3 separate regions of the Mus musculus genome follow, and regions 2 and 3 are each linked to region 1. The links are chromatin contacts, called in public Hi-C maps. All regions are on one chromosome and are shown on one strand. The core of a region is the stretch at or near the end of the contact, and the rest is flanking DNA. Distances in the headings are between cores, read along the strand shown.

The links. Hi-C and Micro-C count contacts between places; a contact is called where the count stands out from the background.
Region 2: a contact with region 1 is called in a Hi-C map of the G1E-ER4 cell line, with 4 times the contacts expected there. The contact joins two enhancer-like sites. A contact is called at or near these places in 11 of 39 promoter capture datasets (the 3T3-L1 cell line, 3T3-L1-derived adipocytes, the HPC-7 cell line and 7 more), 10 of 484 Hi-C or Micro-C datasets (the G1E-ER4 cell line, cortical neurons, embryonic fibroblasts and 6 more) and 2 of 115 datasets of contacts at active chromatin or transcription factors (astrocytes and pancreatic cancer cells).
Region 3: a contact with region 1 is called in a Hi-C map of cerebral cortex, with 4 times the contacts expected there. The contact joins two enhancer-like sites. A contact is called at or near these places in 1 of 39 promoter capture datasets (hippocampal neurons), 25 of 484 Hi-C or Micro-C datasets (brown adipocytes, cardiomyocytes, cerebellar granule neurons and 15 more), 1 of 115 datasets of contacts at active chromatin or transcription factors (astrocytes) and 1 of 9 other capture datasets (embryonic stem cells).

Annotation. Positions count from the first base shown.
Region 1 is chr2:103,345,588-103,349,587 of GRCm38.p6, forward strand. All of the region lies in intron 1 of A930006I01Rik (RIKEN cDNA A930006I01 gene), which reads right to left. Among named protein-coding and RNA genes, the nearest start is that of A930006I01Rik, 25 kb to the right of the region's middle. Within about 2 kb of position 1,959, at least 34 of the 459 cell types and tissues checked have an H3K27ac peak or open chromatin away from gene starts, as enhancers often do. A contact at or near this core is called in the G1E-ER4 cell line, cerebral cortex and pancreatic cancer cells, where this site is marked.
Region 2 is chr2:102,758,379-102,762,165 of GRCm38.p6, forward strand. It overlaps Slc1a2 (solute carrier family 1 (glial high affinity glutamate transporter), member 2), which reads left to right. Exons shown (of 11, transcript NM_001077514.4): 8 at 2,637-2,831. Among named protein-coding and RNA genes, the nearest start is that of Gm13872, 14 kb to the left of the region's middle. Within about 2 kb of position 1,998, at least 50 of the 459 cell types and tissues checked have an H3K27ac peak or open chromatin away from gene starts, as enhancers often do. A contact at or near this core is called in the G1E-ER4 cell line and pancreatic cancer cells, where this site is marked.
Region 3 is chr2:102,597,823-102,602,065 of GRCm38.p6, forward strand. All of the region lies in intron 3 of Pamr1 (peptidase domain containing associated with muscle regeneration 1), which reads left to right. Among named protein-coding and RNA genes, the nearest start is that of Pamr1, 50 kb to the left of the region's middle. Within about 2 kb of position 1,524, at least 41 of the 459 cell types and tissues checked have an H3K27ac peak or open chromatin away from gene starts, as enhancers often do. A contact at or near this core is called in cerebral cortex, where this site is marked.

The sequences.
Region 1 (4,000 bases), core at 709-3,208:
GCTAAGCAAGAACCCTTCCACCATGTTACACGCCTAGCCCATGGCATCTATTTCTTCATTTGAGACACTGTCTCCCACAAGATGGAGATGGAGTAGTCAGTCCTTACTGCCACATGCTAAGTCCTTTTGTATCAAGGTGACACTCAGACCCCAGAACAGGGTGGCCCTTTATACACAGACTACCTCTTTGTGCTATTGTCCTTTTGTCCCCTGAGATACCCACTCCTCCTGTGCTTGCCCCCAAACAGATCCAGCAGTGTCTTGCCTGTTGGTGCTGGCCTCTGTCTACAAGCAACTCTTTCGTCCCACACGTTCACGTTCTGAGTAGCCTGTAGGTGTGACTTGGAAGCCACCAAGTCTCCAAGCCCTGAGCCTGCTCACCACCCCTGGGCCACCATGTCACAATCGGAAAATGATAAGATGCTGACTGGTGCTCTGGTCCGAAACTCTGACAAGTGCCTCTGTCAGAGCCTACACATGGGAGAAAGTGTCATAAGCAACTTCATGGCAGGAATGCTAAAAGATCTGCTCTGGAGTTAGGCAAAGCAGGGTGTGATGTTGGCTCTGTGCCTTCCAGCTGTGTAACCGTAGGCGAGTTATTTACCTTCTCTGATTTACCCTATTGGACCTGTAACACAGACAGAGTAATAACTGAACCAAATTTGTCAGCAGATATCGGTAATCCAAGCACTGTGGAAACTGAGGCGGGGGGGGGGGGGGGCATTTCTCCTGTGTTCCAGGACAGCCTGAGCTGTATAGACAGACAGCTCCTGACTCAAAAAAATGGCAGTAGGATCTATTTCATGGTGTTGTTGGAATAATGTGGCTCTATGATACTAACTGATTAAAATGGAGACTGATCTACAAGAAGCACTAAATAAGTACTTATTATTATCATTATTAGCTGCAAAGCATCTACGGTGAGATGTGAGATTGCTTGGCGAGTTAATAAGCGATTACTTGGAATGACTTTTCTCCTCTACCGGATCACTTGGCTGCTGGATGGCTTTGAACATATTCATCTGCTATTGGAACCTCAACCACTGCAGCATGCCCGGGTTTGCATAGACACTGGCGCTTGGCAAGCTGGAGCCAGGAAGCTTAAGAAGCTATGCTAGCTCATCAAAGAGCATGAGACATTGGGAAAAGCCATTTAAAGTCAATTGGGCTGTTTACATGCAAAGAAACTTAGCAAGAAGACAGACTCCAGAGACCTTCCTTGCTCTGACCTCAGTTTCCCCATCTACAAGAGAAGGCTCCCATCGCACTGTCTCTCTCTGAATTCCTTGCCTGCAAAGGAGGTCCTTGATTCTGCCAGGACAGTCTTAACAGCCAGCCCTGGGCATGTGTCTGCAAGGCCAACTTCTGCAAGGCCAGGCGGCACTTGGCATGGGCCAGAGTTTTGCAGGGTTCTTCACACAAACCTTCCATCTAGGGCACATCTCCATGACCTCTGCAGCTTCCTAATACCCAACAGTTCCCATAGCTCCCTGATGACACTGTCTGCAGCCACTGAAGACATCTTCAATGAAGACCTCAGTCCTCACAAATATGCCTCCTTCCAGCAGGTGCCCTGTCTGTCTGCATCACTAACTTACCCAGAGTTTTCAGAAAGAACGTTCTTTGCTTCCCTATTGATATGGATATTATTTTGCACTTTAGGGGAGAACAAGTGTGTGTGTGTGTGTGTGTGTGTGTGTGTGTGTGTGTGTCTCTGTGTGTGTGTGTGTGTGTGTGTGTCTGTGTGTCTGTGTGTCTGTGTGTGTGTGTGTGTGTGTGTCTGTGTGTGTCTGTGTGTCTGTGTGTCTGTGTGTCTGTGTGTGTGTGTGTGTGTGGTTTGTCTGTGTTAAAACTTGGCATTTTTCCAAAGCAAAACCTTGCTTTAGGGTTAGGAAGACATTGCCATCTAGTGGCTGCATGCAGAAGTAACCAGACTGCAGCCAAAGAGTCCCTAAAGCTTGAATCCAACTCACTGACTTTCCCAATGTCAAGAGAGGGTTTTGGACTGTCGAGACTGGAACACACAGACCTACTGATCTCCCCGCCCCCAGCAGGGGAACCCCATCCCCTGGCCTAAAATGCTCCTTGGACTGAGGCTGGCAGGACCAGAATTGTTTCCATCCCTTGTGCCCCCTCCTGCTTTTTATCAGCATTGCGGGAGGCAGAAGAGAAAGATCAGCCATCTCTCCTGGCAACCGGCTAAAGGCTTTTCTGAGATAAGGAGGAGGCAGATAAGGAACCGGAGGGAGAGAGAAATCATTGATGGGGGAAGTGAAATGTCTTTCTTGTGTTCCCAGTCCAAGGATGGTGGCTCATGCTTTAACTCTAAAGCAAATAATGGAAGACACTTTCAGTTTGTGAAGCTTTTTTTTTTCTCTAAAATATCGATTTTGTCTCCCCCCCACCAGCCTAACTCATTGTACAAAATAATGGGTGTCATTAAGATGTTTTCAAACATGTATTAATGTGCTTTGGTCATTCACCTCCTGTGTTACCCTTCTCCTCTCTCCTAACCCCAGTCTTTCTCCCAATGGTAAGGATTAGGGATCTCAAAGAAGTAACTTCAGAAAGGAAAACCCATCACTTATGCAAAGTGTGACAATCCATTCTTGTGTAAATGGAGCCAGGAATCACAGACCTCCTTAGTTCCAACGCTTGTATTTGCATATAGCTTTGCAGTTCACTACACGCATTAATGTACTTAACATTCTTTAATCTTTACAAATACCCCCATGGACGGAATTATTAGTCATGAGCGACGAGGAAATAGAGCTTGGGAGACATTGAGCAATTTTCCTGAAGTCACACAGCTATCAATGGCAGCACTGGCTTCTCTTGCTGTCCGGACAACGTGCCAAGTGCTTCTGAGGAAACTATGGCTTCTCCCATAACTATGGCTTCTGGGGAGCAGCTAGAGAGTCTGTCACCCCGAGTTATCCCTGCCTGTCACCTACAGCCCCCCAGTCTCCCTGCAACCACTCCTACAGCTGTTTGCCTGACTGCCCAGCATGTTAGAAAACCCTATGACCCTGGCCATCATTTACAATTGGCTTAGAGACAACGCTCACATTTTTTGAGAGAGCAGCACAGCAGGGCACAGCATCACCCTTGCTTGGCGGTGATGGGGCCACCAGCCTGGATCTGTTGTACCGTTGGGAGAGCTTTCTGTGGACTTGTTCTGTCACCCCCTACCAGATAGTGCTTTGGTAAATGTCCTGATATCGATTCTCATATTCTCGTTCTAGTGTTTATAAATACCAGCTGTCCTCCTGATGCCCCACCCTCTGAACATCATGACCTGAAACCTGTACTCTCATGCTCTACTCTTCTGCATCCACCCTCCCTCTGTGAAGAAACAATTCAGCGTCTAAGTACCATCTCTAGGCTGATGATTCCCAAATGGAGACCCACAGCCCACCTCTCCCCCTATACACCACGCTCACAACGGCTTCTCCTGAGCATCTGCAACGTGACAGTTGGCATGTCCACACCCAAACTCATGACTGACCAACTGGTTCACAAGTTTTCCCATCCCAGTAAATGGTAATTCTACCCTCTTCCTCCCATACTCCAAATCACTACACTGGATTCATCCCTGAGTTCTTCCATCCCACCCAAGGCCAGCCTCTGAGAAGCTTGCCTGCCTCCGTAGCAAATTTAGAATATGCTTCTTCCCAGCTACCCTCCTGCAGACGATTCCAATAGCCTCTGACCTGGTCTCCCGTATGGCAGCTAGAGCCATATTTGGAAGATGTAACTCAGAGCAAAACACACCCTTGCTCAGACCTTGCAAGAGGCTCCTGTCCTGCTCTGTGATCTGGGCCACCTACTATGTTACCCTACCATCCAGACTGCCACCTTCTCTCACTAGAAATTTCAGGGACTAAAAACATGGATTTTGTTCATTACACGCAATAACCTATCGTTTATGCCAGGACTGGAGTACAGGAGGTACATGGGGGATCGTAACAAGACCTTTGACCTCAGCCTGGTTCATTCA
Region 2 (3,787 bases), core at 748-3,247, 590 kb before region 1:
ATCTGTGTTGCTTTGATGCATTCCAATCTTATTGGTGGGAAAACTACTCAGCAAATTTGCATGTATTTGATTACAGATGGGGGAAAACATCTTTTTATTTCTTACTGCCTTTTCCTCCCCATTCCTTGCCTCTTGAGTCATGTGTGAGCTAGCTCGATTTTCTTTGTGGGTACTCATCCTTTCCTGGGTGGTTTTCAAGCTCACATTATGCATATGAATTATTAACTCTTACATCACATGCTACAGATAAGAAACCTCCCTCCTAGACATCTGCCTTGGAAATAAATACTAACTTTTGGCACTGAAAGTATTTTATTTGTATTATATTAAAAGCTGTGAATACTTTTTTTTTAAATTTAGAAACTCAGTTCTGCTCAAATATTTTTTCTATCCACAATTATAACATAATGCTTTCATGAATTTGTCCTTAAATTATTTCAAAAATTATTATTGTTTTTCTTTTGAATAGCCAGTTATCCTGGTAATTTTAAAAGACAAGACAACTTCCTCTCTACTCTTCCTGTGGAGAGAAAGAGAGAAAACATGAACAAGTCTTTCCACAGCAGTGGGAGCTCATGATCTTTGCTTCTCATGGTGACAATCAAGGAGCAGAGGTGGGACTAGAAACAGAGTCAAGGCTTAAGAGCCCCAAGGATGGCCAAATAGCCGGTATCCACTTAAACTTTACATCACAAAGGTTCCAAACAGGGCCGTCATAACAATAGCAACACTGAGGGTGACTGACTGGCTCTTTGATGAATATGGAGACAGGCATCAGAGAGGAGTGTGTTCCAAATTTCTGGCTTCAGAGCATGCTGGGGGGTGTATCATGTCATAGGAAGAATCTCAATATTGGACATTATTATTAGCAACATCATTGGGCCTCTCAGATGGGAGCCAAAAAGCAATGCCAGAGTGTCATCCTGTCAGCACAGGAAAGCCCTAATGTGCTCAAGGACTAGTCTGGGCCAGTTGAGTCTATGTGGATTTGGAGGACATAACCATAAAACCCGCTCAGTAGAAGAATGGGGACTGTCTCCATGCTTCACAAATCATTTCTCCAGTCTCTGTGGCCAAAGACCCTTTGATGATATTTTGGAAAAGTAGACGCAACAAGAAAAATTAATACATTTTAGTGATCCAGGGAGTAAGCGTTGAACAATATGCTTGAGGATCCCAGCCACCAACATTGACTAGGTAACCATCTTAGATCAGTTGTGGTATCTAGGAAACCCTCTGAAACAGTCCCAGGAAGTGGGGAGAGGAATTGAGGGGAACACAAGGACACCGGTTTCTAATAGAAACAGCGGAGGCAGCAAGCCAGAACCACGGTATCTCCTGCATGCAAATGAGAACAAATCCTCACTTTTTACTTGGGTTAATAAGGCTTTTGTAAACAACCCCCCCCCCAACCCAACACACATACCACCTATTCAATTGACTTCTCCTACCATAAGACCAACAGTAGGTATTACAGAGCCCTGACTGTAATCACAAAAGATGTTCTTTCTGTCTGGTAAGTTGACTCCTTGGTCAGTTTAAGATGTGGACTTGGGTGTCTCTTATTTTTTAGCTTCCAGATTTATTGGTCCTGAGTAGGCCTTGGAATCAGCACAGTTCTAAGCTCATCTTTTTCTCCCACTCTGAGAAACTGAGACCCTTCAGAATGTGACCAGTCTTGTTGACACCCCATGTATAACTAGTGTGAGGGAGTAACTATGACCAGGGCTTGAAAATACCTCCAAATGCTGTCTGAACTGGATAAAAATAATGAAAGCAAGACAAACTATAAAGCAACCAGTGCTGTTTGGTTCCTTTGCTTGATTTAAACATTCTTTAAACTCTAATCTCTTCTGCACTATTGTCTAAAAGGATGCAATGGTCTGGACATGAGGAAGCCTTGTTCTCTTAGGTGTCCTATTTTAGATGTAGGAACATGTCAAATGTTCCAGCCTCTAAGGGCGGGCCATGTGGGTGGATCACCATCTGATGCCTGGGACGCCTGAGAGTGAAGTCACTCCACACCACCTTTAGCTACAGATCACATGATTTCCTGCCCTGTCATGGCAGAGACTTGGGGGTTGGCTGGTGGCCATGTGTCTGGGAGTTTGACTGTATGTCAGGCTCCCCAGTGGACTGTTCAAAGCTTGTGTTCATGCTAAAGAGTGTCCAACATGTTTGTCCAGCATTCTCCCAGTTAGTGAGCCCAACTCAAGATGAGTCCCAGGGGCTGGATGCGGTCCATGCAGTCATTTTGTTGGAATAGCATTTCTGGCATGGAACTATGGGTCATTCAAAAGTTCCTCATTATGTTTTGCTGTTGACAGCTGACATAATTTTTTCTCAGCCCAATTCATGTGCACAATCAGAAGTGCTTCAAGATTTACCCTAAGATGGAAACAGGGACTGAAGGACAGAGGACTTGGCAGGCACTGAGTAGCTCTGAGAATCCTGAACCAACTAAATATTGTGTTGCCTATCAGCAGCTAAATTAGAATTGTTCCTAGTTACTGCTAATTTTTTTTTTGCTGTGTCATTCTGGTTAGTTCTTTGTCCTGCCTCTAAAACTAACTCTCTCTCTCTCTCTCTCTCTCTCTCTCTCTCTCTCTCTCTCTCTCCTCTTCTCTCGCCCCTAGTGCTGGAACTTTGCCTGTTACCTTCCGTTGCTTGGAAGATAATCTAGGGATTGACAAGCGTGTGACCAGATTCGTCCTCCCAGTCGGAGCAACCATTAACATGGATGGCACAGCCCTTTACGAGGCTGTGGCAGCCATCTTCATAGCCCAAATGAATGGGGTCATCTTGGATGGAGGTCAGATTGTGACTGTAAGGTGAGTGACGTGCATGCAGAGGACACAGAGACATCCGGCTCCCCCAGTCCCACTCCATACCACCCTCACTTGACAGAAGCTCCTTGAGTTTCAGCTCTAGTGAGAACACAGTGAAGGAATTACTGACAGACTTCAAAGGGAGGAGGTTGTAGCAGGAAGGAAAGGGAGTCTGTCCCATCTGTATGTATTGCACATGCCCACTGGCGCCCAGATCCCGTTTGACTGTTAACAGTCCTATAAATTTGGCCGTACAGTTATTTCTATGCTTATCCAACACACAAGGTTGGAAGTATTGTGGTTTATCCAAGGCTACTCATGAGCTGGCATGGCATGGCTGTAGCTGTGGTGACTTTTACTTATTCTGGGCCCAATTAGTCTGTTATTAAAATATTGTAGGTGAGAGAGTTCAGTGGATGAAAGGTGCTTGCCACCAGACGTTAACCCTGAGGCCCTACATAATGGAAAAAGACAACTACCTCTTAAGTTGTCCTCTGGTCCCTATACATGTACTGTATAAACACCTAGACATGCCAAATTAATATTTAAAACATGCTGCTTTCACTATTCCAAGGTACATGGTGAACTACAAAGATTCCTCAGTACAGCATAGATTAGTTGAGTGAATACTTTTTTGTAAATAAGTGGTACACGGCTCTGCTTTCACTGAAGCTTTTATTTACTCTCTGGCTTTATTTTTTTTTTTAATTGAGAACATTGTCCGGAGAGCTCATCTAAAACGAGCTGTTTCACCACAGACTCAGATCTTATTTGTAGTCATTGAACGCTTCAGTCTCCAAACCGCTCAGTGTTGCACTGACACTGTACCATAAGGTCATTTTAGTATCGCCATATCTACTCCAATTAGGAGCTTCTGGTAAATCAGAAGACAGTTTCTGCCTCTAATTAAAGTAGAAGAAAAACAAAGCAAAACAAACAAACAAACAAACAAAACAGTT
Region 3 (4,243 bases), core at 274-2,773, 750 kb before region 1:
TTTGCAGAGCATCTTTAGAAAACAGGTACAATGCTGGAAACTAGGGCTGGAGTTAGAACTCTATTGGTAGAGTTCCCAGCAAAAGTGGACCTAGGCTTGATTGCCAGGAACACATATAAAATAGGCATTGAGGTGTATCTGTGAAATGCCCTCACTTAGCAGGTAGAAACAGAAGGGTTAGAGGTGCAAGGCCGGCCTCAGCCTTAGCCAAAATGTTAAAAAATAGGCAGAATGGACTACATGAGATTCTGTCTCAAAATAGATAAATCCTTCAGACAAGAAAACAATAGAAGCCATGATGACAAGCACTCCTATTCTCATCTCCGTCCATGAGGAACCCTGGCTCAGACAATAGTGAACTCTCCTAGTTCAAGCTGTTTTCATGTACTGAGCCCTGCCTCTGCAGTCATCTTTGAAAGGGGGAAGATAGGACCAATGCGTCTCTGTCTAAACAGTTTCTTTGAATCCTTTTTGTTCCCTAAGAGGGAAGATGAAAGAAAACCCAAATCAAACCACTTCTCAGAAGTGTGTGTGTCTCTCTTGCCACACCATCTCTTAGCACTGGAGACGATGAGACTCTTGTGAACGTTGGAGGTGTTTGTTTCTGTGTAGAATCTTCCAAAGTCAGTCACTAGTTTGGAAATTAAGGAAGACTTAGTTTTAATTCTGTAAATGGAAGCAAGGTCTGTCTACCTATTCTGTTCATGTTAGACTGTAAAAGAATAGGGGTGAGTCCAGGGTTTGGAAGACTTGGGGGATGGTCTGGACACACACACACACACACACACAGACAGAGGGACAGAGAGAGACAGAGACAGAGAGACACAGAGAGACAGAAACAGACACACACACACACACAGACAGAGGGACAGAGAGAGACAGAGACAGAGACAGAGAGACACAGAGAGACAGAAACAGACACGCACACACACACAGAGAGACAGAGGGACAGAGAGAGACAGAGACAGAGAGACACAGAGAGACAGAAACAAACACACATGTACACGTACACGCACACGCACACACACAAGCACACACGCTCGAGCATGATTATGTACAGGAAGACATCATTAGGGAAACCCAAGCACGTCTTCTGGGCCCTGAGCCTGCTCTGGTCTTTTAACTCAGGACCACCTGCCTGGTTGGCCAGTGGCACTTCCTTGGCAGGGACTCCGGCTCTATTCACTGTTCTGTCCTGGGCAGAGAGGTGCATTAGTTTGTCTCTGAACCCAGATCAGCCAACTCCAGAGGAGAGGCAAAAGTGGGAAGGGAGCAGATGGAGCCCCTATGGGGGGAAGGGAGAGTAGGGTCCCTTCTTTTCTTTTCTGCCCAGTGCCCCTTCTCCAAGCACATTTTCAGAAAGTGGCCTCTTTGTCCTTGGTTGGCTGGAAATGTCCTCCTCTTGGAGTCAAATAGTCCCTCCCCTTCAGAGTGAGAGGGAACAGCAGGCTGAAGAGCCTAGCCCTGCATATGCTTTGCAATTCTGGCTACCTCTGGAGGACAGCTCTAGGGCAGGCATAAGTGGTCCAGCCTACCCCAGGGTGGGGCTGGGGTCTCCAAGCCCTCTGGAGTCTGCATGAAACCCTGGAGCAGTCCTAGCTTCACCAAGGAGACCAGGATGGAGGGGGAGGGGGCCCACAGAGACAGGCTGTCTGATTCCATCTTCCACAAGGAGGAAAGGATGCAACTGGAAGCAGGCTGGCAGCTTTCAAGCTGCTTCTAACTTGGGGCTCCCAGCAGGAGATTTGTAGGGGAGCTGGGACTTAACACCTTGCAGGCTAGAAAGCTGCCAGGCTCCAGGGGGCTGAGGCTGTGCAGGGATGTTTCTTTTTTTGTCTCTCACACCCAGGGTAGCACGTAGCACTTCCTTAGCCTTGCAACAGATGGGCAGATGTGGGCGAGAGAAAGAGTGAGGTGTGCAGAACGAATGTGTGCTTCCGGTGGGAGACACTTCGCGTGTGGTACTCTGGAAGAGGAGGAAAGGTCTTTCTGCTTCCTGATGCAGTGGGAGAGACTTAGATCAGAAAGTCCCTAAGGGAGAACAATGTCTCATTCAAGACGAACTAGACAGATCCACATTCAAATCCCTGCACTGCCACCCAGTAGCAACCGCTGATTTTCACGGATTTTTCTGTTACCACTTCCATGCATTATCTGTTTGAAACCTCACAAATCACAGGGCTTAAGTACGGTTTTATTCACATGGGACAGAGGTTGACTGAGGTTCGGAGAGGTGAAGTAACGTGCCCAAACCTGCACAGCTAGTGAGGCTAAAGCCGAGCCTCAAAGGACTTTGACATTTCTGTCCCTACCCAGAACCTTGCAAGGTCCTCTGTTGGCCATCAGAGCTTGAGAGCCCTACCCTCTTATCCTTAGTATTCAACACCTAGACAATGGGAAGATGAATATTATTTCCCAGGTTTATCATGAGAGTTAAATGAAGTAAGCCTGATATAGCTTTAAGCCAGACTCTGACTCATAGCAGCATAATCCATCCTCCCTCCCTCCCTCCCTCCCTGCCTCCCTGCCTCCCTCCCTCCCTCTCTCCCTCCCTCCTTCCCTTCCTCCCTCTCTCCCTCCCTCTCTCCCTCCCTTCCTCCCTCCCTAGAAACATCTCAGGTACTATTCTAGCTAGGTACTGTGCAAGCTAATAAAGGCCCCAGCTCTACCAAAATAGGTACGTAGGGGGCAGGCATTTTTATGGATAGATGGAGAAGGGCTTTTTGAATAAGTGGTAGCTGAGGCTAATTGGCAGAGGAAGGGAGACCATGAGCTTCTTAGGTTGAACTTGAAGCAAGCTCAAGGCCTGGCATTAGGAAGGTTGGTGTGGCTGGAGCAGAATGGGCAGGCAGATGGTTAGGATTAAGAGGTGACGTCACACAGTCAACAAGGCAAGGCTGTGGGTGTCACTGTGTTGTGTGACTTTCCTTGGGGAAATGTGAACAAATGTCTGTCCACTCCAGAGAGGGCATGGATGGGTCAGCGAGTGTGCTTGGGTTACTTACAGGAGGAGCGCATATGTGGAATTATTTATAGGAGCGTGGATGACAAAGACAGCTGCATCATAAAAATAAAATTAAAATTAAATATAAAATAATTAAAGTTCCTCAAACAGCCAACCATGTGCTGCACAAATTATAGGTAGCTTTACCAATCAGAGAGTCTTCTCTGCCCAGCAATTTTTAGTACTTTTATAACACTGGGGAGGGGGCTTGTAAACTTCTGGAGCATCCTCAGCCTTGCAAGTTTCATTAACTTCTTGCATCGTACATGCATCATTTTCTTCATTAGTCTTATTATCCTCCTCTTCTTCCCAGATGGGACCTTTCAATGCTATACAATACATGGGAAGATGCTCACACAGGGGATAACTCTTGGTGCACTTAAATAAATCAGGAGTGAAACCATCTGAGTTTTTTGTTGTTGTTGTTGTTGTTTTTGGGTTCTTTTTGTAATTATTCATTTAAGATAATAAGGACAGGTCTGGCAGCTATGTGGGCATAGAATGCTTGTTTGTTAAGGATGTATGCAGGACAGCGTGGAGGAGACTGGGCCTTCACAGGAATCCACCACTTTTCATGGTAGAGCAAGGTAGTGCTACACCTCTCAGTAAAGAGAAAAACTAGACATTCTAGTCATACAAAAAAAAAAAAAAAAGCCTTGGCCTCAACCTTGTCAGAAGTAGGATTTAGGTTCTTTCCTTAAGACTGCATCCATATTTCATGACCATTGGATGAGTACCTACTGACGTCACCATTTTTCTTAATAGTTTTGGGATTAACTTTTCAGAGGATTGGCTCTGGAGTGGAGCTACTGTATGTCTAGAGTTTATGATACCTTGACTTCTGTATAGAAATGGTGTAGATAACGTTCCCCTATGATGGTCTAGATACTAAGTATTTTCAATTGTTGAGATCCAACTATATTTCATAACTTCTCAACTCTGCTACTATTGTGAATTTGCCTGAGAATCATAATTTCCCTTCCTCTCCCAATTAGCCTCAGCTACCACTTATTCAAAAAGCCCCTCTCCATCTATCCCTGAAAATGCCTGTCCCCCTGCCCCCCGCTCCGTTCTACAGTCTAACTTCATCAGTATACCAGTAAGTGGGCAGGTTGTGGGCAAGAAAACTTTGTTGTTGTCTTTTACTAATGTTTTGCTTTCTAACTTGGGCTATCCTTAAATGTGAATTCTTCCTGCGTCAGCCTCCATGGGTACTGGGATTACAGGTGTGCACCCCCA